Regions from separate parts of the Mus musculus genome. Here regions 2, 3, 4, 5, 6 and 7 are each linked to region 1. A link is a contact called in public promoter capture Hi-C data. All regions are on one chromosome and are shown on one strand. Each heading gives the region's core, a stretch centred on a gene start, on an enhancer-like site or on the middle of the called end of the contact. The rest is flanking DNA. Distances are from core to core; before and after follow the strand shown.

Region 1 (3,353 bases), core at 472-2,971:
CATTTATTTTTCTTTTACTCTTATACACTGGCAGGGAGTCTTTTGAATCCATTATGCAAACGCACGCAAATCATATGCAAATGACATGGCCTCAGAAAAATGACAAAATCTTATGGCCTTAACGGAGCCATCAAACCTTTCTTCAAGACAGAAAGCAATACACCTTTTCAGTGTCTCTGGGGTAGGAGACAATTTCCTGAGAGTGATATTTACATGACATTGGGATCGGTGGCTCACAGCCCACATCCCGTCCCTTTGCTTTCTTTATGTTTATGCAGGGCTTTAAGGTTAAGAAAGCGTTTTCCTACAAATGATCCCTTTTGATCCTCATAACTACCATGTGATATAAGCACAACAGCCCCAGTCTTACAGACAAGAAACTACATCCAGGGAACTGTGGTGTCTTTTTTGGAGGTCACTCAGATGGCCAGCAGTGGACCTGAGGCTTAGCCCCTTTGGTTCCTCACTGTGAGGGGTGCCTTCTGTGAGGTAAAGTGCCCTGCCATGCACCTTTATTGGCTTAGATCATGTTTTGCAAATAGCATCTTCAGAGGTATGCTTGTTGGTGAGGATGGCATTTTATGGAACGCCTCGTTACTGAGAACATCCCTAACGAAGCCCAAAGGAGAAGCTTTTCCTGCCCCTGTTCAGCCTCTGCTGAAAGAGAGGAGTGAACATCCCTTGTCCTGTCTACTATTCAAGTCTATTCAATTGTTTTAGAAGGCAACACCAGCTATCCCCCATATATCAACCGGTTCAAGGTCAGAAAAGACCTGTGGTAGCTAAGTTCACTGGGTAAATGCTTGATCTTTTTCTCTCCCTGCCACTCCTTGATCTTCCAAATAATTACTGCCCCTATTGCTTTTTTCTCCCCTCACCCCCTAGAAAGGATTTCCTGTAACCTGGGCTGGCCTCAAACTCCCTCTGACCTTGAGTGACCTATCTTCCTGCCTCTATCTCCGGAATGCTGAATTTCTGGTGGGTATGCCCATGACTGTTTGTTGTATGGGATGCTGGGGATCAAACTTGGAAGTTTAATGCATGCTAAGAAATCACTCTAACAACTGACTTATTCAATGTCAAAGCTATTTCTAAGGCAAAAGGGACCCCAAGCTGATATACTTATTTCTGCTCCAGCTGTCTTGTTTAACTTTGAGCCTTTTGTGAAACCAGACAAGGGGCTTTCACCTGAGCCATTTTAACAGTCCTAAGTCACTAGGGTGAGAGAGAAAGTAATCTGTCCACAGAAAGAACAGCAGTGGTCCAGGAAGCAGATGAGGTTCACTCAGCTAGCAGGACCGTTGGGCCTATCTCCTTCTGCCCCAGTCCCCAGTGTCAAAGCCCTCAGGTTTGCTGCAGGAAAGCACTCTGCCCTGCTCTACCCTTCTCCTAACCACTCACAGGGACAGCTAGAAGAAGTGGTGTCCATTGTGAGTGCAGCAAATTCCTACATCCACAGACTCTCACAAGGATAGAGACTAGAAATTGGCTAAGTGGCCCAAACCCCTTGAAACTGGCTTCAACGCAGTGGGAAGCATCGTAGTGAGATTCTAGAGAGCTGCACAACTCATCCGTGTGTTTGACAGGAAATGCAGTAGGCCATCATGGGGTAGGGCTCTTAGTTATTTTTGGCCAAGATGGTTGGTATGCAAAAAGAACTTCCCCTTTTTTTTTTTTTTTTTTTTTTTTCCTTTTGCATGACAGATCCACAAATGCTGAGCAGCTCCCAGCATTTCGGTTCTAAGATCGACCTTCTGAGCACTTCATTGCCTGCCAAATTGCCAGGGCTATTAGAGTGTGATTAGATTGCTTGGCTCTGAGCATTAGATAATCCTACGCAGCTGGGCTTGCTCTGGACCTGGGATGGCTCCGGACATCAGCTGCTTCTTTTTAGTGGCCCTCTTCTTGGCCAGTTGCCGAGCCACCACATCCTCAGATCAGAAGTGCATTGAGGTGAGTCCAAACTATTTGTCTCTACCCAGCTGCTGACACTTGCTGAAAAACTTGAGATATCGTATACAGATTCATCTGAGCTTTGGCTCGCAGTCTCTACTGTCCTGAAAAGGACAACGGGAGATATCATCAGGGGTTTGGTGCAAAGAGCAGATCCCCTCAATCCTGATGCCTAAAGCTGTTTGTCCACTGTCCTAGGACATGGTCACTCCCCACAGAACCCTTTGGTTTCTTAGCTGTCTTGAGAAGGGCTAGTAAAGACAGGCTCATGCCAAGATTCAGAAAATTTATAAGGATCATTGTGAATACAGATTGATCTTCTCCTCCAATTAGACAAACCCTTCCATCTGTAGGACTAACCAACCAGAGTAAATCTGAGACCCGAGGCAACTCAAACCTTCTGGTTTAAACTGTAACAATATTTATCAATGCATGGGAAACCATGAAGAGAATGGAGAGAGAGAGAATGGCCTCGATCTTTTGCCATCTTAAACCTCCCTACCACTGTCCTTGACCCTGGCCAGTAGCCAGTCCACGTGGGCCTGCTTGACAAATGGCGAAGACAGAAAAGACTGTGAGCCTTGATGGCTCGGTTAGCCGCTTTCCTACTTGGAGACCAAAAGGAGAATGTAGGCCAGGGATAGCTAGAAGTCAAGGGTATAAATTGAACCCAAAGCCAGGACTGGAATAAAGTCTGGAGCAGAAATAAACAGAAGCTTGTTAGCCTTGGATTTGGGTAGACTCGGGATGCTCCCAGACTGAGCAGAAATAGGATACCAGGGAAATCCAAGGCAGGGATGTTATATTAGTTTCTTTGGGTTTCCAGAAGCAGAGCTTCAGAGTGAGGGATTTTACACAGTAGGAATGTATTGTTTGTCGTTTCTGGAGGCTGGAGATCCAGGATGGAGGTAACAGCAAGGTTGTTTTCCTCTGAGGACTTTCCCTTGGCTTATCGTTGGTTGTCCTCTTGTGTCTCTCCCCATGCTTAAGTGTGTCTCATTTTCTCTTATTGGGACATTAGTCATGCTGGCTCAGGACCTACCCAGCATTCCTCATTTTACTGTAATCATATCTTGAAAGGCCTTCTCTCCAGTTATAGTCACTTGAGGCATGGTGTCCTCGGAGTTAGAATCAGTGGCAGGAGTACATGGTTGGGAGGATGGGACACAACTCAGCACATAAAAGAAGTAAAAGAGGGAAGGGCCTTCCTTCAGCAGCCCCAGCTCCACTCACCACATTTAAGCTGGGAGCTCAATGTCATGCATCATGTAGATGTCTTAGGGGGATCAGGATGGGGACATCACCTCAGTGACCAAGGACAAATGCCAGGCACCTGCTGACATCATCTCCAGATGGAATGGTCCTCCCATTCATTGGAGTTTCACAGAGCAAGGCAATAT
Region 2 (3,353 bases), core at 426-2,925, 1.9 Mb before region 1:
GAAACCCTGTCTTGAAAAACAAACAAACAAAAACAAAAACAAAAGATGCTTGAGCCCCAGGCTCAATCATTACTACTGCCAAAAACCATCCCTATCACTGACAAATTATTACAGATTACGGTAGAACTAAGAGTACTGATAAGCTCAAAAAATAGTTTGTTCTTCAGCTGTCGTGTTTACAACAGACATATCTGTATATGACTAGGTATGGTCCTTAATGATTATAATTCTAGCACCTGAAGGCAAAAACAAAAGATTACTACAAGTTCAAGGTTATAGCCTGCCAGTGTTTGCCTTTCCTTTTGTTTCGTTTCGTTTTGTTTTGTTTTTTTGAGGCAGGGTTTCTCTGTGTTGACCTGGTTGTCCTGGAACTCACTCTGTAGACCAGGCTGGCCTCGAACTCAGAAATCCGAGCCTCTGCCTCCCAAATGCTGGGATTAAAGGCGTGCGCCACCGCCACCCAGCTATAGGCTGCCAGTGTTTCACAGCAAGACCCTGTCTCAAAAATTCAAAACAAGTCTGTTATGAGTTTTAAAAAAATTTTTAGATGTATTTATTTTATGTATATGAGTACACCATTGCTTTCTTCAGACACACCAGAAGAGGGTATCAGACCCCACTGCAGATGGTTGTGAGCCACCATGTGACCTCTGGAAGAGCAGTCCAAGTTCTTTAACCACTGAGCCAACTCTCCAACCCTTTGTTATGCATTTTAAAGGTCTGCAAAAAACCTGTTAAATTTTTTTTTCTGCAAAGAACCACACAGCAAATAATTTAGGACTTGGCAGTCATATAGCCTGTTTTAACTATGTAACTCTGACCCTGTACCAGAAACCTGTGTCCCAATAAGCTGTATGAACACTAACATTTAGATTTCATGCATTACAAAATGTTTGGCTCCTATCTCTATTTAAATACGGAAAAACTATGCTGTAGTTGAGCTGTATGGCTCTTGCTACGCATACACCAGACGCTGCTTTTCTTAGCTTGAAGAGTTCACCATAGGCAGTAGGATAAACTTGGTCCAGGCCTTAGACTAAAGTTTCTGGCCGCCAAATTTTCTCTAAAAACTGCTGACTGGGGAGCATCATCGTCCTGGTAGGACGATAAACAACCGAAGCTTCTGGTCAGCAAAGGGTCTTGGTCCTCAAGGTGGACTGTGTCCTGTAACTTGGCGGTAGGTACTGCTCAGCCAGCCCGGACCACAGTGGCAAGACAGCACCGGAGGCCGGGTCGCAAGCCTGGCTCAAGACGGGCACAGCGCCACGTCCTCCTGCAGAATGTCCCACCCCAGCCCACTAGCCTCTCTGCGCGGAGGGCATCTTTTGCGGCTCTCTTCCCCACTGACAGGCCTAAAGCGGTGAAACTGATGGTGCCGCAAGCTTCGGAGCCCTAAATCAGCCAGGGAACCTGAATAGGAACCCTGAGCCTCCCGAGTGGGGGCGGATGCCCGCCGGGAGCACCTGAGCAGCAGGCTGATACGGTCCTCGATACGCTCCTCCGCGGCCTGCGACAGACCCCGCTTCTCTTCGCAGGCCTCAGCCCCGGCCTCAGACCTCTCCCGCGGCTGCTCCTCCATTGCAAAGGCCCGCAGGTTTGAACGCCACAGAAAATAACCCAGCAGTTCTTCCCGCCACGAAATTGGTTTCCGGAAGTTCCTACCCTTCCGGAAGGGTCCCGCCCCTTCCGCCCTGAGTCCCTCCTTCTGCTTCTCCCCTTGCAGCGGGTTGCCGTGGTTACCGTGCTGCGTTCCTTTTCTGAGGCTTCTTTCCACAATTGATTCTATTCCTCTAGCTAAGACTTTCACCAACACAGGCCATCGAAGCCTGTGGGTAGGGATAGATGGAGACGGGGCTCAGTGGTAGAACTCTTACCTAGCATGCCTAGTGTCTTGAGAAAACTTAGGATATAACTTAAACTGTATCTTTAGCGTGGCCCGGAGGGGTAAAACTTAGTGCTTAAACAGATGTCAACAGTCGTCCTGGCTGGCGCTATTATTGCCCCTATTATTACACTCCAGGTCAGGGTTTGGAGAATGGGTTTGCCCTGCATCAAATTCCCTCCAGAACTGGAGTTACACGCAGTTGTAAGCCACTTGATGTGGGGGTTAGGAATCGAGCCTGGGTCCTCCAAAGAGCCAGTGCTCTTAACCGCTGAATCATCTCTCTAGCTTCTACTCTCACTTTGAGAAAGGGTCTCATGCAGCCAAAGCCGATCTTGGACTATCAATCCTCCAAGTACTGTGAACCTGCAATATTATATTGAAAGGCTTTCTTGCTGTTCCGAGAACAGATCTGGGGTCCCTATTATAACTCCTGAGGGCCATACCTTTAGTTTAGTGGAGAAATGAATGCCTCAACCAGGAGGCAGTGCTGGCACATGCTCTCCAGACTTTACCATGCCACTAACACGCCCTTTCAGTTCCTGGCACGGGTACTCCATCCGACTATCAGTGAAAATTCTATCAGAAACTGGAAAGGGTATCTGCAATCCTAGAGCAGGAGGTTGGGCAAAAATGTGATGAGTTCGAGGCCAGCCTAGGATACACAGTGAGTATGAGACAGAGAACATGTCAAGATCCTGTCAGAGGGTTGGGATTAGAAATCACGTTGAGAATTGGGTGCCCCCAGTGTCGCTGACTTGACACTTGAGCCTTGACGTTGAGAGGCGAAAATGCTGTACATGAGCCTTGCGTGGTCACTTGAGGGATAAGTCCTTGCAGAACAAACAAAACAGCAGCTCTTTGAAGGGGAGGGCTGTGGTCCTTCATAGCTTTTGTCCAAGTTGATCATACCATGCTTATTGTTAACACAGTCCTGTTATCAAAGTACTACAGCTGCCATTTGTCTTTTTAAAGATTCATTTATTTATGTATATGAGTACACCGTAGCTGTACAGATAGTTGTGAGCCTTCATCTGGTTGTTGGGAAATCAGTTTAGGACCTCTGCTCACTCCAGTCAGCCCCCACCCCTCACTCAGTCCCTGCTTGCTCCAGCCCCAAAGATTTACTATTATAAATAAGTACACTGTAGCTGTCTTCAGTTGAACCAGATCTTCAGTCGAACCAGAAGGTGTCAGACCTCATTACAGGTGGTTGTGAGCCACCATGTGGGTGCTGAGATTCGAACTCAGGACTTTCAGGAAGAGCAGTCAGCATTATCTGCTGAGCCACCTCACCAGCTGTTAAGTATATGTCAAGTTGTTACAAAATCACGTGAGAGGCCTGAATTAGAATCCCTAGCACCATCTCCGTATCACAGAAGCAAAGCAGAGGCAGGAAGAGTAAAACATTCCAGCATTTAGGAGGGAGAAGAAGGATTGAGGTCCAGGCCACCTGGAGAGGCAGCTCACA
Region 3 (3,353 bases), core at 480-2,979, 1.9 Mb before region 1:
GAGACAACAGTGTCCCTGTGATGAACTTTCACTGAGCAGCGTCCTCAAGGCTTCCACAATGCTGCACTTTATAGAGTCCCTGCTTCCCTCTTCCTCCAGTGTTAAGAGCCTTGGGCATACTTGGCAAATACTTTTCACTGAGCTATAATCTTAGGCATCTTTTAAAAAAATCATGAGTAGTAATTGTACCCCAATGTTGGAACAGGGTGACCTCAGTTTCTTTAAAACATGGAACTGTTCTTGGAATGTGTTTTCGTGCTCCTCCGAGGTGTAGTGGATAGGAGTGAGTTTACTTCAGAGTAATCTTTACTGCTTGCTGCTATTATTCAACTAAATGTTTAAACTATCCTTTATATGCCTCTATGGAAAACCATGTTTTTCCACGTGCAGCTTGTCATTGTGATTGTATACAGCCTTTCCTTTTTTAACATTTATTTTTATTTGATGTCATTGGTGTTTTGCCTGCATGTACGTTATGTGAAGGTGTCAGAGCACCGGAGCTGGAAGTTACAGACAGGTGTGAGCGCCATGTGGGTGCTGGGAATTGAACCCAGGTCCTCTGCAAGGGTAACCACAGGGCTCTCAAACAGAGTTGATCACTGCGTGAGACTTTAGTATGCCTCATTACTGGCTCCATTTCCCCAGGTCCCAGGCCTCTAGAGCACTGACAGCACAAGGCCGATATTTAATGGAAACAAGTGAGCGCCTCAGCTCAGGAGCCAGCTGAAAGGCAGCACAGTACTCCCCAAGGACTCACCCCTCATGTTCGCATTCATGCCTCCACCCGTGAAGCCGTGGCTGTGACCGTGATCATGGCCGTGTCCATGTGCATGGTGTGAATGGCCGTGATCAGAGTGGCAGTTTCCTTGAGAAGCGCCATGGCCATGGCTGTGGGCGTGGCTGAAGGCACAGATACCAATAAGGTTTACTATCAGCCCTCCGACGGAAACTGGCTAGCAAAAAGGAGAAAAGAAAAGCTTTAATTTTAAAGCTTAGAAAAAAAGTTGCTATTTAAAAGTTATTATATAGCTATATGTTTTTCTACTGTGACTTTAGAAACTATTCATAGTAAACTTCACTAAATTACCCAAATAAATCTATAATGCTGAAAATGTGAATTGTAAAGTATTTTGGAAGGAACATTCTAACTTTCAGATACCAGAAAAAAATGGTACAAGGATTTGAACTTAAGTGATATAGAATGGCAAATCCTGGCTGGGCATGGCGGCACATGCCTCTAATCCCAGCATTCAGGAAGCAGAGGCAAGTGGATCTCTGTGAATTCCAGGGCTACCTAGTGAGACCCTGCTCAAAACAGACAGACAGGCACATCCTTGGTCCAACTGTACAACTTAACCAAATCTCCAAATTACTTTTAATGATTTGAGAATTAATTGTTTATTTTCCTACTATAGGTCAATACTAGAGGGCTGGAGAGATGGCTCAGTCATTAAAAGCACTGGCCAGCTCTTCCAGAGGACCTAGGTTTAATTCCCACGATCTAAATGGTGGCTCACAACCATTTATAACTCCAGTTCCAGGGGACCCTATGCCCTCTCAGCCTCCATGGCACTAGGCATGCTATGTGGTATATATATACATGCAGGCAAAATGCCTTACACATACTTAAAAATCCAAGTGCCAGCATAAAAGACTTAATGATACACAACTCAGGGTCTTAAAGATACATCTTAGTATGAAGAATGACTGACTAAACAGCAACCTCAAGTCAGGGCTGCTAAAAGGAGATACAGCAGGGATACTGACAGGAAGCACCTGGGAAACTGTGGGGATGGAAGAGAAGAGTGACTGTTAGGGCAAGTTTCCAACAGAACAAAAACAAGCAAACCTCCAAGGGCTCATAAGGGCAGAGTGAAGGAAAGGACATCCACAGGGCCGGGGACAGGAACAACTAAAGGTGTTATGATACTTATATAATCTATTGGGGAAGTCTGTACAATTTTTATATTCTTCTCTGATTTTATCTTTAAGAATGTACAAATGCCCTCAGTTATTTAAAAATATAACTTTGAAAAAAATTAAGTCATAAAGGAACCTGTATGTTTTATATATGTAATATAACCTTATATTTGTCTAAGATCTTTGAGAAAAGGATTAATTTCTTTCTTTCTTTCTTTTTTTTCTTTTTTGGGTTTTTCGAGACAGGGTTTCTCTGTGTAGCCCTGGCTGTCCCGGAACTCTCTGAAGACCAGGCTGGCCTCAAACTCAGAAATCTGCCTGCCTCTGCCTCCCAAGTGCTGGGATTAAAGGCGTGCGCCACCATGCCCAGCAAGGATTAATTTCTAAGAGTCTGCAGTAACAATGTAAACATTGTAGTCTTTGTTTATTGTCGAGGCATAAATTTTAAGATCTCACTGTGTGCCTGAGCTATGAATGGTACACACTGCCCAATATGCAGTGTTTGTTCTACATACACACACTTATGATAAAGTACAAGTCAGGCCTAGGAGACTAAAAGCAAAAGTAATGGAATAGACCCACTGCAACAATGCAATGCACCAAAAAAGCCAGAGTTCTTCTGACCATCTCCAAAGTGCTGGGATTAAAGGTATGTATGCAATCACTTAAAACCTCAAATTTAGAGCTGGGTGTGGTGGCGCACGCCTTTAATCCCAGCACTTGGGAGGCAGAGGCAGGCGGATTTTTGAGTTTGAGGCCAGCCTGGTCTACAAAGTGAGTTCCAGGACAGCCAGGGCTACACAGAGAAAGAAACTCTATCTCAAAAAAACCAAAAAACCAAAAACCTCAAATTTATTTAAAGGATTTTTCATTTAATAGACCATGATAAACTAGTTACCAAAACCACAGAAAGTGAAACAGTACATAAAGGAGACAGTGCACTAAGAATGAAGTTATGCTGATCTAAACAAAATTTAAACTATACTATATGGTAACTAGCTAACCTTGGTAAGGAAAAGCCGTCCAAGTGGAAGCTTAAACAGGAGAAGGAAGACTTACTGTCAGCATGTTTGTGTCTAGTTCCGGAGGATCGATCAGTCTAGCCACTGATTCCATAAACACAAAAAATGCTATCACGATCAGAAAAAGCCCATTAATAAAGCCAGAGAGAATCTCTATTCGGCCATACCTAAAAACACATAATATTTTTTAGAAAAGAAATGACAAATATTTTAAAAATATAAACATTATAAGCTTATAATAAAAAGTGAGGAAACAAGCCCAGCTTTTTATACTAATACTGTAAAATTATCAAAATTTAAAATACGAATAATAGTAATATTAAAAATAGTATTAAACATTGTAAAATTTTATATATACAAAATCCTTCTTTATGCCCTACTTACAAAGAGCCTTATCTAACTTTTTAGCAA
Region 4 (3,353 bases), core at 214-2,713, 1.9 Mb before region 1:
TGAATTCTGTAATAACCTACGATAGAAGGGCAACTCTGCCAAGCAAATAATACAGGTAAGTTGGCAAAGGATGTTTACCACGTTTAAACTATTTATACTCTCACTCTCCCCCCCCCCCCATCCTTGAACTGTTTGAGAGTAAATGAAGTATATCACATTTTACCCTTGTATTTCCTAAAAATATGGCAACTCTGCTATGAAATCTGGAGTTATCAACAGGAAATTTAACAAAGATCTGATACTTTAATCTGTCTCCATAGTCCAATTTTGTGACCTGACCTAGTCTTGTCCCTTCTATTACTTCCCTTTATTACCAAACCATAGCACTAGCCCCTTCTGCATCTAGCTGTTTTATGGTCACTGGTTGACACGTGACATGCTATAAATGAATTGCTGAAAATAGACAGAAAACCAAATGCATTCTGCAAATCCCGCAGTTGGTTTAAATTCTACTCGGCATATGGGTTCCACCCCCACCCCCCCAGACAAAAGTTAGCTGGTATCGCTGTAACCACGGTCTAAGAACCTTTTCAAAAACAATCACGAAATCTCATCGTACATACTGCTAACCAGTTTGAACGAAATTGTTGGGCTTTATTTAACACCACCTCAGAACTTAGGACAGGACCTAAGGGCACAACTGGCTAGAGGCTTTAGGAAAAGGAAAATAATTTAGGCTGGAGGAAAAGTAAAGAATTTCCACGCTACGAATCCCCGTACGGCATGAGTTTTGGGGGAGAGGGGGAACGTACATTTCGTACTATTAGAATAAGCCCCCACCTCTCCCCACAAAACCACGGCAACGAAAACTCGATGACAGGGTTGCATTTTTGCTGTGCTGTATACCCAAGTTCATCGGCTTGTACTTTGGTTTCTTCGCCTGAGACGGTGACACCTTGCGCATATCCTCTGGGCGAGCCGTGGGACAGGCTACGGAGCCCTGCGTTACTTAAGTGGCAGGGAGGGACATTCAGATCCTCTCTCTCTAGGGACTGGAACCTGGCAGGCAGTGCGTCCCGAGCCCAGACTCCCGCCCGCTCGCCGATCTCAAGCCACGGACCGCAGAGGTAGCCCGCGGGGTCCGAGCAAGGCGGGAAGCTTGTCCGCACCGCCGGCGGCCGTGGAATCCCACCTTACCGGGCGCTGGGCACGTCCACCGGCCCGAGGCCACCGCCGGGCCCGGGCCGCGCGTCCCCGCCGTACTTCTCCTCCATGCAGGCTCAGGAGCCGCTGCCCGCGCCGCGGGCTCTCCTCATGGCTCGCCGCCGCTGCGGAAGCGCGGGCGCAGGCGCGTCACTCCCCCATGTCAGCAGCGTCCTCGCAAGCTCGGCAGTCTCCGCCGCTAGCCCGGGCTCGGCAAGCAGGCACACGCACGCTGGGCGGGACTAGGCCGCGGGCTGTTCCGGCAGCGCCGTTCCCCGGAGGCCGTACGGGCAGGAACGTTACCGGGCCACGTCATCCGCCCCGGCAGCCCTCACTCCCGGGGGAGTGACCAATCCTGCGCCTGCGCGCTGGTGGACACGTGGCTTCGCTTCACTCAGGCTCCTCCCACCGCTGGGAAGGCTCCGCTCGACCCGCCCCCTCCTCGCGTCTTCAAGAGAAGCCCCTAAGAGGTCCCTGCAGCGCCACCTAAGGTCCATCTTGGCTACAGCGTGTTCTCCTCGCTCGAGGGATGGATGGATGGTCCCCTAGAAAATGCATATTTGTGTTAACAAACAGAGCTTAGCCCTTTGCTTCAGGGTTCTTCTTTCTTAAACGGCTTCACTTTGTAGCCCAGATAGACCTAGAACTCAGCATGTAGCCCAGGCTAGCCTCATAAACCTGGATGATGAATTTCAGGCGTGAGCCACATATAGGCGTTGCTAACTCAAGTGCATTAACGGTTTTTTTTTGTTTTTTTTTTTTTTTTTTTTCTAATGAGAAAGCTAAAAGTTTTTTGAAGTGCCTGTGACTCCCACAAAGAGATTATTATTTTTGGATTTCTGATGATACGATAACGCAGAGTGGGAGGCTAAAACAATGGAGAAAGGCAACTGCTTGTGGATTTAATTGTTGGGCAGGAGTACAGGCTAACCTGCTCAAGTGTGTGAGAGGGAACACAGAAGGAAGGGGCTACAGGTGTGCTATTGTAAACAATTTTATTCCCTTTCTAAAAATATTGATTTTCTTCAATCCTGTCTTTGAAATGATATTACTTAGTGTAGACATATCTATATAAAAGCTATTTTTTTACAGGTACCTGGGTCTCTATTGGTCTGAGTCTCAATAATTGTGGACATCTTGGTCAGCATGGTGGCGCATGCTTCTAATCCCAATTATAGCCAGAGGCAGTTTGAAGCCAGCCTGGTCTACATACTGAATTCTAAGCTAGCCAGGACTACAAGGTGAGATCCTGTCTCAAAAGGAACAAGAAAAGAAATAAACAATTGTAGTCACTTGACCTATCTGTTGTTTAGTTTTCCTCCCGTTCGTCGTTTGTTGTTGTTATATAGAGGCAAGGTCTTATGTAGCCTAGGCTGGCTTCCAACTTGATATATAGCTAAGGACGGACTGGAACTCTGGTCTCCCTGCTTCTGTCTTCCAAGTGCTGGCATTATAGGCACACACCCCCTTTCCGGAAAGTAGGAATAGTAATATCTATATTATAAAGCTGTTCAGAGGGAATGTGAGTGGCATTTAGTATTACTCAGTAAGTGTTAGCTATTATTACTGAGGGAGGTTTGGACTGGTGATTTGAAGGAGAAAGTGGGGTTTCCAGAAGGACAAATCATAATTAGTTGATACTATTCTACTGAATTTGAACACACACAAAGAGTCCAAGTGACATGTATGTGAGCAAGCTAGCAAAGGCTTTACCTTTAATCTGTGGTAGAGAGTAGTTAGCAAGCTGAGAGCAAGACTCAGCTGACAGTGTAACATGTTAAAGTCTGGAGGTTTTCCAAAGAGCATCTGATAAACAGGAAAGGCTGGCAAAGAGTTTGTGAGTCATTTCATATTGATAAATTAAAAGGAGAAGAAGAAGAAGAAGAAGAAGGAGAAGAAGAAGAAGAAGAAGAAGAAGTAGTAACAGAAGCAGAAGAAGAAGTAACAGAAGCAGAAGAAGAAGTAACAGAAGCAGAAGCAGAAGAAACAAGGAACAAACCTTTTAGTTAGACTGGTGGCAAGTGCCTGTGCTCTTCCCAGCACAGGGAAAGCCTCAGGGTTTAAAAGATTGCCTGGAGAGGGGGTGGGGGGGTGGGAGGGGAGGAGAAGGGAAGGGAAGAAGAAAGAGAAAACCTTAGGGGTTGACACTCTTACTTGAGACCTCAGTAAAGGTTTTTCACGCTACACGCCGAGCCGGGAGGCAGGTACAG
Region 5 (3,353 bases), core at 384-2,883, 1.4 Mb after region 1:
TCCTCAGACACTCCAGAAGAGGGAGTCAGATCTCGTTAAGGATGGTTGTGAGCCACCATGTGGTTGCTGGGATTTGAACTCTGGACCTTCGGAAGAGCAGTCGGGTGCTCTTACCCACTGAGCCATCTCTCCAGCCCGAATGTCCCAGTTTTAATTGTATATGGTTAACTATCGGTAGATATAATCGACAACAACAAAATTAATGTTCCTAGGTTTTCAGCAATTTTTAAAGGTAAAGGGGTCTTAATATTAAAAAGTTAGAAAAGAGAGCTAGCAGCGTTATAATGGAAATTTATTCTCTCTTCTTGCTTTCCATTAAATGGAAAAAAGAACTTCATTTGACAGCTTTACCACTTCCAGCCTGGAGACCAGAAAACAACAAACCTTGCTCAAATAATGGTCACAGTCATCAGGTGAACTCTGAAGAATCACTATTGTCCCCTGGGTGCACAAGGGCTAAGGAACACAGTGATCCACGCAGATGAGTGGCAAAGCACAATAGAAAATGACGAAAAGCAGAAATGCTGATGGTTGAAATAGTTGTGTGCACATCTACAAACCCCACAAAGTTCTTTTTTCCCCGTTGAACTTTCACATGAAATTTCAGTGTAAGGCAGATTTGGCAATGGGAGGTGGTGGCGGCTTTGTTCCCGAAAACCCGGCATATCCGTGCAAAGAATTTAATTCTCTCACCATTTTGCTACTGGTCTGTTGCAGAGGGGTGTGGTTAGAGCGCTAGGAAGCAATTCAAACCGTGTCCAAGCAACAATTCTGGACCAAGTCAATTTGCCAGGTTAAGAGATCGAATGTTTTAAGGAAGGAGGGATATAAAAATGAAGTTAGAAAGCAAGGACGGAAATAAGTATGAAAACCAAAGCGGTCTCGGGTGTATATTAAACGCCTGGACCGCTAACAAGTGCATGAGGTGCGTACGAAAATGCTTGCTTTCTGGAGTCCACAGCTGCGGCACTCTCTGTATCAGGTCCGCAGGTCTGAAGGGCGCGTCGGTCTATCCTTCCGTATTTATTTTGGGTTGGGTCTGTGAACCCAACAATTCTCACAGACTGCGGCTGAAGCAATCCCAAACAAAGGGGAAAGGACGGCCTCCTGGGGGAAGCGGCAAGGGAAAGGTGGCCCCAGGTTGCTGCACCAGGTGTCCCTACAGAGTCCATCAAGCAGGCAGAGGGAAAGAACAGTCCCAGAGGCATCCTGGGTGGGTGTAGTAGGGCTGCACCAGGCCCCACGGCTGTCGTCGACAGACGACCCCACCCTTGCCCACGGTCAAGGTTAACCCGCCCACTAGAGTACCTGTGGAGGCCTCGCAGAGCCGAAAGGCACAGGGTGATCATGGGCAGGCCGGGAGGCCGGCAGCAGCTGGCGCGTGGTCCTCCGGCTTGGTAGGTGCAGGAGGCGGGCGGTGGAGTCTGCGAGCCCGGAAGCCGAGAGCGGGCAGAGCGGAGCAGACCAGATCTCGAGACTGAGGCCGCTAGCCAGCGCCCTCCCACGTGCTGCAGGCCCACGCCTACGCCGTGGCCCCGCCCCTAGCCCCGCCCCGCATCCGGCTCCGTCCCCGCCCCGAGTCCATCGCCCCGCCCCTCTCTCTGCCCCGCCTCCACCCCACCCCTCCGTGCCCTGCTCCGCCCCTGGGGCGGATCCAGCAAGCACTGTCGTCCGAGAGCCTTGCGAGCAGCCGGGTGGGCTGAGGGGGCGGCGGCGGCGGCAGCATTGGAGCGGGGGAAGTTTGGGAGCCGTGGCCCCCTCTGCGATCCAGAACACCGCTCAAGCCCCGAGGACCGCGGGGACAGGCGGACCCGCTTCCCGACGCCCCCGGGCCCGCAGCCGTCATCTCGTGTCCTCTCGTGGTAAGGGGCTTCTCTCTGGAAAGGGTGCGTCTCCCGCAGCCCCAGATGGAGGCCTGCACCGCGCACCCCCTGCAAACACTGTCTGGGCTGAGGCAAAGCCGGGGTACAACGGGGAGGGAACCATGGGGGTGGGAGGTGGATGTGATTGGAGATGTAGGAGGGGAAGCTTGGAGGAGGTTGGACAGCTCTCCCCACCCCCATTCTGTTTCCCTCTTCTGCCCCGGGTCCTTAGTCAGAGAGTGAAATAACCTCTCTGGCCTAGGGAGTAGATTCGCCTTTAAAAGAAGTACAAAGCTAATAAACATCCTAGAAGCGGGTACCACACCCTGGCTGTGAATTAGGGATCCCGGGGAGCAGATTGCTGATACGATTTAGTGGAAATAAGCCATTAATGCCACCTGGCCCTGCGCCACTGTTTGGATGCATAGTATTCCATGTGAATGAACGCGGCCAGGAGCTTCCAGCTTGTCCACGAGAGCACAGCTACTGCAGGCAGGGGCAGATCGGTTTGTACTATCTATCGGGTTAGACGGTGATTTCTGACCAGTGTACTGATTAAATAGAAACGCCGGGTTTTAACAATAACACTCAATGGTTGAATAACCTTTCCACAGAGCCTTGTCGTCAGCAAGTGACTCTTAACCTACAAAAGTAGTAGAGTATAAATGATTAATACATTAAAAAAAATCTCTTGGAATAAAGGAAGATGCTCTCACTATGGCTCACATTCTGAGTCAGCAGTACGAGATCTCCCTCAACTTAGAAGCGAGGCCTTTCAAGGGTGATTCTCCATATGTCTGCACTCCTATACTTTCTTGTATCTGTATCATATATGCTGTTAAGACACGGTGAGCTCTAGGCGTTGCTACACATGTTTTGAAAATCTGTCTTTGTTATTTTTATTTTTTTACTGATGCAAGCTTTAACATAGTTGAATAGTGCTGGGTCTGAATGAGCATGTGGAATACATGACTATAACCACTTGTGCTTTCTGGACCCTTTAAAGAGAGAAAAGTAATCAAGGTAATGAATATTTTTGCTTTTATTGCTTTGAACTTGGTGGATGACCCTTGTTATTTTCTTCTTCTTTTTTAATCAAGGAGATATTTAAGCGTCTAAAATGTCATCTGTGAAGCCCCTAGTTTATGCAGTTATTCGTTTCTTGCGGGAACAAAGTCAGATGGATGCATATACTTCTGATGAACAAGAAAGTTTGGAAGGTAGGCACCTATTGTTTGTGTCCTAATTTTGTAAAGAAATACTAAAATAGCTACAATCCAAAGCTTATGGTTTTTAATAACAAAATCAGAATATTTTGTTGAGAGGCTTAACTAGATATGTTATTTCCATTTTTTGAGGTTTGTTTTAACTAATAGGAAATAGGACTATTTGTCTACTGAAAAATTACTGTCAGAAGTATGTCATTCATATTTTAGGGAAGTTTTTCATCATGGGAACATTATCCCCAATGAACAGACTAGGAAATTAGAT
Region 6 (3,353 bases), core at 327-2,826, 1.2 Mb after region 1:
TATCTGATTAAACACCAATTTAAGCTTAAGCTACATCTACCTATAGTTAATATTTATTTAAAATACAGTATTACCTGTCACTTCCCTTACCACAAAAGTACTTGGAGGCAGGGGGAGCAAATTAAACTTTAAAAGACACACACAATTGAAACACTACTAAGGGAAAAGACAGCAGGGTTTACTGCAACCAAAATTAGTTCTACCCATAAAGAAAACTCCATCGGTTCAGAAGCGTCCCTAGGTCTGACTGGTGGAATGTCTGCCATGCTTCACGAATTCCTGCCCGAACAGTCCGTACCTATCACTTATTAGGCAGAAGCAAACAAAAACAGATGGGCCAACACACATACAACTGCAAAACAGCGCCGCTTTTTCCGCACAGTGTGACTCTTCTGAAAATTTTAAGGGTTTTATTTCGCTTCCCTTCCAGTGTTGTTCCTATTCGGAACTGCATACAAGTCCTGACCAATCAACTACTTGCAGGTGTTTGGCGTTTTGTTTTGTTTTTGTAGCCATATCCTTCTCCGTCCTCATCCCTAATCTTTACGACATTCTGTTTCCTAGAACGCCAGTTTCAAGAAAAATCTAGCAGCTACTCTTCAATCAAGTAACCAAACAAGCACTGTTAAGCTACTGACTGAAAAGAACGCACGACTTACTACTACTACAAGCGGCGCCTTCGCTGTCCAGAAAAAGCAATCGGGAATGGCAGGCAGCCGGTTTCTAAAGTCCAAAGAACCAGACGTGTTCTACCGAAACGACCTCCGCGTAGGATTAACGCGAAAACCAAAACAATCGGCACCAACATAAACAAATGTGGCAGCCATCTCAGGGAGAGGGAATCAATCTCTCCCCGCAGCCAGAAGACTCAACTTTCTTCGGAAACAAAAGTTGCCAGCCTCAGCAACTTGATATACAATGTATACGTCCCGGAGCACTAAAACTTCTGGCCCTCCTGCTCAACAAAGGAACTCTTTCTTCCGATGGCTGAAAAACTTTTCGTCCCACCGCATTCTTACAATCCCCGTCTTAAAAAGAAAGGAATCCAGACGGTAGACGGGGCGAGGGGGAGAAATCAGTTCTACTATTCGGCGGCTAAAATGCCAAGGCACGGGAGAAAGAAGGGAGACGAGTCGGGCAGAGCGAGGTGGACTAAAGTACCGTCGCTTCCGGCCCACGAACTTGGCTCGACGCTTCCCGTAAAAGAAAGAAAAAAAAAGAAAGAAAAGAAATTACCTCTCAGGGTGTCTCAGGGCAGCCGTCCCGAGGCTCGGCTTGACATGGTTCCCTGCCCTTCCTCAGTGGCTCCGGGCCCCGCCGAGGCTCCCGTGAGGACGAGGCGGATGTGGAGCTGCCGCCCGGCCGGCCGCAGCAGTGCGGCTGCTCCGGTGGGGGCTGGGGTGCGGGCTGGCTTCCTGCTCGCGACTTGTGTCAGGAGTTTCCCAGCCCCGGCTCGCTTCTCCGCCGAAGGAAAAAACTTTTCACTCGTGACACCGCCCGGAATTGCCGTGCGAAACTCACTTCCTGCCTGGGTGAAAAGCAGGCTCCAGCTCGGGGCCCGGGAACCCGGAACCCCGGGGTGGCGCGCCGCGCCGCCGAGGGGGAGGGGACGGCGCCCGCCCCGAGCCGCGGAACCTCGCGCGGCCCACGGGGGGCGAGGACGCGGAGCTCGGCCGGCCTGGGCCGCACTAGGCCTCCGCCCCCACAGCCGCGCCGCGCGGGTATTGTCTCGAGTGCGCCGGCCGCGCCCTGCGCCCGCCCGGCCCCCGCCGCTCCGAGCCGGAGCCGACCGGCCGCGCAGGCTGGAAGGCGACCGTCCGTCGGGCGGTCCGACCGGCCGGCCCTGTCTCTGCCACTCGCGCTCGAACCCTCCGGGCTTCCCGCCGCCGTCCCTGCGCTCTCCTCCGTCCTCTTTCCCTGCGGTCGCGGCCGCGGCGGCGCGGTCTCCTCGGGAGCTCGCGGGCCCGCGCCGGGGGCCCAGGCTGCGTCGCGCGCCGCCGCGCCACCTTCACTCTCGAGCGGGAGACGGAGAGGGGAGGCGAGGCGGAGGAGAGAAAGGAGGAGGCGGACCCGGGCCGGGCCGGGGTGGAGGGAGTTTCTGCTTCACAGGCCTCGGCGGCAACAGCGCCACCGCCCCGGCGGCTAAGGGGGCCGAGGCTGCGCGCGGCGGCGGCGGCGGCGACGGGGGCGGGGCGGGCTCCCGCGGGGGCGCCCCAACCGCCCACAGCCAGGCGAAGGCCGGCGCGAGCCAGTCAGCGCGCACGGGGTCTACGCGGTCGACGTCGGCGGCGGGGGGCGCGGGCCGGGGGCCGCGGGCCGGCGGGGAGGCGCGCGGCGGGAGGCCCGCCACCCACCCTCCCGAGGCCCGGGCCGCCGGGCTCCCCTCCGCCCCCCACGACCCCGCGAGGCCTCCGCCGCCCGGGCCGATCGAGTTTCTTTGTACGACCGTAATTGGTGCAAAGAGGTTGTTCGAGTGCAGCCCCGATTTCCAGGCAGCAGGTATCTCTTTCAGCTGCAGCACTCCGACGCCTCTAATGGCACGCTCAGGTTGCAGGAAACCACCGCCGCTGCTCCGTGCAGCTTCTTCCCACGCCGGGCCGGCCTCCGAGCTTGCTGCAAGCGGCGACGCGGCCGGGGGCCCCTCCGAGGAGACAAAGCTGGTGCTGGGAGGCGGGGAGCGTGGCCCGCGAAATTGCCTCAAGACGGTGCCTTTGTTAGAGGAAACATTGGATGCACTCCGAGCGCCGCGAAGCCTTCCAGCCCCTACGCTTTCGGGCGTGCAGTCGTTCAGTCAGTCGCGCTGGCCCTGGTAGTTCTGCCTGGCAGGGTTTGCGTTTATTGCAGAGAGAGACTTAAGCATTCTGTCAACACATATGGCTTAGAAAGCTTCAACCATAACATTGCCGTTTTTACAGTTACTGCTTTAAGTATGTTAGCAGACAGAACATCCTTGTTTTACCCGAGGGAATGGAATAGATTCTGGGCAAACCATCGTCCACCCCCACTCTGCTGTATTAACTATGCACAGGGATGGTAATTAGCCTCTGGGTCCTTCAAGCCACTGGTTCAGTTCTTCCGTCTGTAGCCCAGAGATAATTATTCATCACCAACTTTGAATAAAAAGCTATATGCCTTACAGATGAGTTTTGGCTTGCATCCAAGGGAAAGAGTTCACGAAGTCCACCAAAGAATTATTTACTAAAGTTGAGTTCTACGCCAGAGACAAATACTTGGAATAATTCCAAAGATATTCAAATCATTTTGAATTGAAGTGGAAGCATTTTAACTACACCCAAAACTGCTAGAATTAACTAACACGAGCGTTAGATTCTTAGCCCGTAGAGGACAGTGGT
Region 7 (3,353 bases), core at 328-2,827, 1.2 Mb before region 1:
GATATGTGGCTGACTATCTTGAGGAATTTTCTGGGAGACTCACCATGCACTGAAGTGAAAGCACATCCTAGAATATCAGAAACTCTTCAAACCAAGCCCACCCCTACTTGTTGCATCACCAGACTAGGCACTTAAAATAAATCATCTATTAAATGGGAAGCAATTACAAAACTCACCTTTCAACTTGGATTTCTGGGAAATGGATGAGAGGACTTCTTCAATGGTAACTTGACCAAGCTCTCCCTGATGACCTCATCTTGGAATGTTGTTAAATGTCCCTGGGTGTACACTTCAGGGAGAAGACAGTTGCTCAAATTAGTGACAACCTGACAGCAATGAGCTTTTGGTGTCTGGCAGAGTCTGGTCAATCCTTAACTCAGTCACTTACTCATTGTGACCTAGAACAACCCTCGGGCAGCCTCCGTTTCCTCATTTACAGAATAAGGGAAATAACATTTAACTTGAAGGCTAAATTCGGGGAGAGGACAAATGAGACTAGTAGGTATGTGTGATCTTTGTTTCCTTAAGCTACTTTCAAAATTGGGCCACTGGACTGACATTCTATAGAGACCAAGGACATGGTTTCCTTGCAAACATAACACACATCTTTCTATATTTACTTAACATTTATTTGCATATTTGTCTACTTTCCTTATTCAAAAGGACTGTACATGGTTTATGTGGACAGTAAACAATCTATTTTTCTTATATTAATGAAACTCTAAAGAAAATCAAAATATAATATCTATTCTGAGGCAAATTATAAGTTTAAAAAATATAAAACTTTTCTAAGTCCATGAGGGGTTAATTCCATCAGTTTAAACTTCACTCTAGTTTGTGTCTCCACAGGAGACAGGAAGCAGGAACCTTTATCTGTCTTTACTTGTATGTATAGAATTCACCACAGCTGCTCTACATACCATGACCTGAGCCACCCTGTGTCTAGACTGACTACACCAGGCAGTAAGCTGGCCAAGATCTTTCTGGTCAGGCCTTGGCAGCGTGAAGGGAGGAAGATGCCAACATTATTGCCAAATGGATGGCTCATATTTTCCTTCTTTGTCTATGTCGATGGCAGTCATGTGTTTCTCATGGTGCCCAGTTGTGCAATTAATGAAGCAGGCCCAGGGCCAGGAGAAGGGCCTACGGTAGGTAGGGTTAGGTCTTCCCACTAAGCCTTCCTCTGGGTTGCTACTGCATGTGTCTATCCCAAATTATCAGCAATGATGGGCTGAACCATAATAAAACTGAGGAGTATAAAATAGGGACCAAGTGCTAAAGATGGCCGGATTGGGTGGTTTAGAATGAGGAACTTGGTTTGGTGCTGATTTTAGAGGCAGAGCGTAGCCTTCAAGATGGCCTCAAAATAAAGATGAAGAGACAAGGAAAGAGTTAAGTTGGACCTAGTTGAAGACAGTAATAAACTCATTCTCAGGTGGCTGTGGTCTGTCAGAGGTTTGCTGTATATTTTAGATTCTCCCCGGGCAGTTCTGCCATGGGACAATCCATCCACTAATTCTCCCACATTAGGTGCTCCAGCACACAGGTGGCCAAGGTCAGGGAAAAGAGGACATTGGTTCTACTGAAACAATGCGAAAGTTCTTTCGATCTGGACTGCTTAGTGTAGCAATGCTGTCCTCTGAGCTGAACTCTGAGGCAATTTCTTTCAGAGTTTCTCTCCAGGGCAGAGAGAAAGCTCTCTGCCCTGGAACATATAGCCAGTTTTGGAAGAGGGAAACCAGTGCTCAGCTATAAAGAAAACACAACCCCCCTTTGGAAAAAGACAAACAGCAGGAGGGAACCCTTGTTCACCGCTGGTGGGAATGCAATCTAGTCAGATCTCTACAGAAATCAGTGTAGATGTCACTTAAGAAAACTAGAAATACACCCTACTACTTAATCATTTATGTTATATCACTCTTAGTTATTTACCCCAAGGACACCAAGTCAGCATGTCTGTTCTAGTTAGTGTTCTGTTGCTGGGAAGAGACATAATGATCATGACAACTCATATAAAGGAAAACTTTTAATTGGGGATGGCTTTTAGAGTTTCAAAGGCTTAGTCCAGTCTCATCATGGCGGGAAGCATGGCAGCATGCAGGCAGACATGGTGCTGGAGAAGCAGAGCGTTCTACTTCTGTGTTGGTAGGCAGCAGGAAGGAGAGAGATACTCGGCCTGGCCGAGTATTTGAGCCTTGGGAACCCTAAAGCCCATCCCCAGTAATACATGTCCTCCAACAAGGCCATACCTCCTAACCCCTGTCAAGTAATACTACTCCTTAATGACCACGGATTCAAATATATGTGCCTATGAGGGCCATTCCTATTCAACCCACCAAGTTACAGAGATACTTGCCCATCAATATTTACTATAGGAGTATTGTCAATAGCTATGTTATGGAATTGGCCTAGATGTCCAAGAACAGCAGAATGTGGGAAACTATCACACACATACATGCATACACATGTATATATTAGATATATAGAATATATATTAGAATTTTTTAGCCATAAAGAAGAATGGAGTTATGTCATTTGCAGAAAAAATGGATATAACTGAGGATAAATATATTACGTGAATTAAACCAGTTTCAGAAAAACAAATATGTTTCCTTTTCTTTGTGGTGCCTAGATTTTCTGTAGTCCCCTAAAATTATATTATGCATAGATTAAATAAGAATGGAAGAGAAATTGTCTAGGGGAACAAAAAATTAAGGAAAGGAGGAAGTGATAGAAGAGAGGGCTGAGATGGAGAGTAAGACAATTCTATGCCCTGTATACATTATATGCCTGTGATTGCTAGTTTGTTAGGTTGGCACAACCTTCATCACTTGGAAAGAATGTATCAATGAGGGATTTTCTACATTGGGTTGGCCTGTAGGAGATTTCCCTCCCCCTGCTCTAGAAGGGGAAGGGAAAAAACCCACCTCTGTTTACAAGGAATACTCACTGTCAAAGAATATCAGCAATTGTAAAAAATGCTTTAAAGCCAAGAATCTCAGACTTAGAGATTATATGGTCTTGTGGTTTGTTTTCCTAACCTAGTCTGTGGCTTAAAAAAAAACCTAAAAATGGCATAACCTAGAATTGGGGAGAAGTGGCAAGGCCTCTATAGGTGGGGTGCATGTCTCATGGCCTCCTGCACTTTCCAGAGCTCTTTCTAGAGCTAATTTGCAACTGTCCTGACTCCTCTTGGCATCAAAATCCCTCTTGGTCCAGAAGTAGATGTGGTCCATTTAAGACTCTGAGAGTATGAGGTCAGAAAGCATCTATGATGTCTTTAGTAGTAATGTCTATATGGGGAATAAAATAAGGGAGTGGGATGGTGGGAATCAGGGCATGGTTATCCTGAA

The links. Promoter capture Hi-C pulls out the DNA fragments that hold promoters and counts their contacts.
Region 2: a contact with region 1 is called in a promoter capture Hi-C map of pre-B cells. The contact joins the promoter of Cenph here to the promoter of Cd180 in region 1. A contact is called at or near these places in 4 of 39 promoter capture datasets (the 3T3-L1 cell line, the C10 cell line, liver and 1 more), 1 of 484 Hi-C or Micro-C datasets (B cells), 2 of 115 datasets of contacts at active chromatin or transcription factors (both in embryonic stem cells) and 1 of 9 other capture datasets (liver).
Region 3: a contact with region 1 is called in a promoter capture Hi-C map of pre-B cells. The contact joins the enhancer-like site here to the promoter of Cd180 in region 1. A contact is called at or near these places in 5 of 39 promoter capture datasets (the C10 cell line, liver and pre-B cells) and 2 of 115 datasets of contacts at active chromatin or transcription factors (large pre-B cells and pro-B cells).
Region 4: a contact with region 1 is called in a promoter capture Hi-C map of pre-B cells. The contact joins the promoter of Slc30a5 here to the promoter of Cd180 in region 1. A contact is called at or near these places in 13 of 39 promoter capture datasets (the 3T3-L1 cell line, the C10 cell line, the HPC-7 cell line and 6 more), 1 of 484 Hi-C or Micro-C datasets (B cells) and 7 of 115 datasets of contacts at active chromatin or transcription factors (astrocytes, bone marrow-derived macrophages, embryonic stem cells and 3 more).
Region 5: a contact with region 1 is called in a promoter capture Hi-C map of pre-B cells, with 4 times the contacts expected there. The contact joins the promoter of Sgtb here to the promoter of Cd180 in region 1.
Region 6: a promoter capture Hi-C map of pre-B cells shows a contact between it and region 1, with 3 times the contacts expected there. The contact joins the promoter of Erbin here to the promoter of Cd180 in region 1. A contact is called at or near these places in 2 of 39 promoter capture datasets (hippocampal neurons and pre-B cells).
Region 7: a promoter capture Hi-C map of liver shows a contact between it and region 1, with 2.8 times the contacts expected there. The contact joins the enhancer-like site here to the promoter of Cd180 in region 1. A contact is called at or near these places in 5 of 39 promoter capture datasets (the HPC-7 cell line, embryonic stem cells, hematopoietic stem and progenitor cells and 2 more), 1 of 15 datasets of contacts at CTCF or cohesin (large pre-B cells), 1 of 115 datasets of contacts at active chromatin or transcription factors (microglia) and 1 of 9 other capture datasets (liver).

The regions. Positions count from the first base shown.
Region 1 is chr13:102,691,837-102,695,189 of GRCm38.p6, forward strand. It overlaps Cd180 (CD180 antigen), which reads left to right and starts at 1,722. Exons shown (of 3, transcript NM_008533.2): 1 at 1,722-1,953. The coding sequence starts at 1,864.
Region 2 is chr13:100,774,224-100,777,576 of GRCm38.p6, forward strand. It overlaps Cenph (centromere protein H), which reads right to left and starts at 1,676. Exons shown (of 9, transcript NM_021886.2): 1 at 1,464-1,676. The coding sequence starts at 1,579.
Region 3 is chr13:100,808,327-100,811,679 of GRCm38.p6, forward strand. Slc30a5 (solute carrier family 30 (zinc transporter), member 5) reads right to left here. Exons shown (of 16, transcript NM_022885.2): 12 at 2,980-3,109; 13 at 758-953. Among named protein-coding and RNA genes, the nearest start is that of Slc30a5, 23 kb to the right of the region's middle. Within about 2 kb of position 1,730, at least 6 of the 459 cell types and tissues checked have an H3K27ac peak or open chromatin away from gene starts, as enhancers often do. A contact at or near this core is called in pre-B cells and pro-B cells, where this site is marked.
Region 4 is chr13:100,831,964-100,835,316 of GRCm38.p6, forward strand. Slc30a5 (solute carrier family 30 (zinc transporter), member 5) reads right to left here and starts at 1,464. Exons shown (of 16, transcript NM_022885.2): 1 at 1,138-1,464. The coding sequence starts at 1,214.
Region 5 is chr13:104,108,108-104,111,460 of GRCm38.p6, forward strand. Sgtb (small glutamine-rich tetratricopeptide repeat (TPR)-containing, beta) reads left to right here and starts at 1,634. Exons shown (of 11, transcript NM_144838.2): 1 at 1,634-1,862; 2 at 2,963-3,082. The coding sequence starts at 2,983. Nln (neurolysin (metallopeptidase M3 family)) reads right to left here and starts at 1,507. Exons shown (of 13, transcript NM_029447.2): 1 at 1,309-1,507. The coding sequence starts at 1,349.
Region 6 is chr13:103,919,010-103,922,362 of GRCm38.p6, forward strand. Erbin (Erbb2 interacting protein) reads right to left here and starts at 1,577. Exons shown (of 26, transcript NM_001289473.1): 1 at 1,237-1,577. D130037M23Rik reads left to right here. Exons shown (of 1, transcript XM_006517803.4): 1 at 1-3,353. The coding sequence starts at 984. The coding sequence ends at 2,813.
Region 7 is chr13:101,523,379-101,526,731 of GRCm38.p6, forward strand. No RefSeq gene overlaps it. Among named protein-coding and RNA genes, the nearest start is that of Gm36475, 15 kb to the right of the region's middle. Within about 2 kb of position 1,578, at least 27 of the 459 cell types and tissues checked have an H3K27ac peak or open chromatin away from gene starts, as enhancers often do. A contact at or near this core is called in liver, where this site is marked.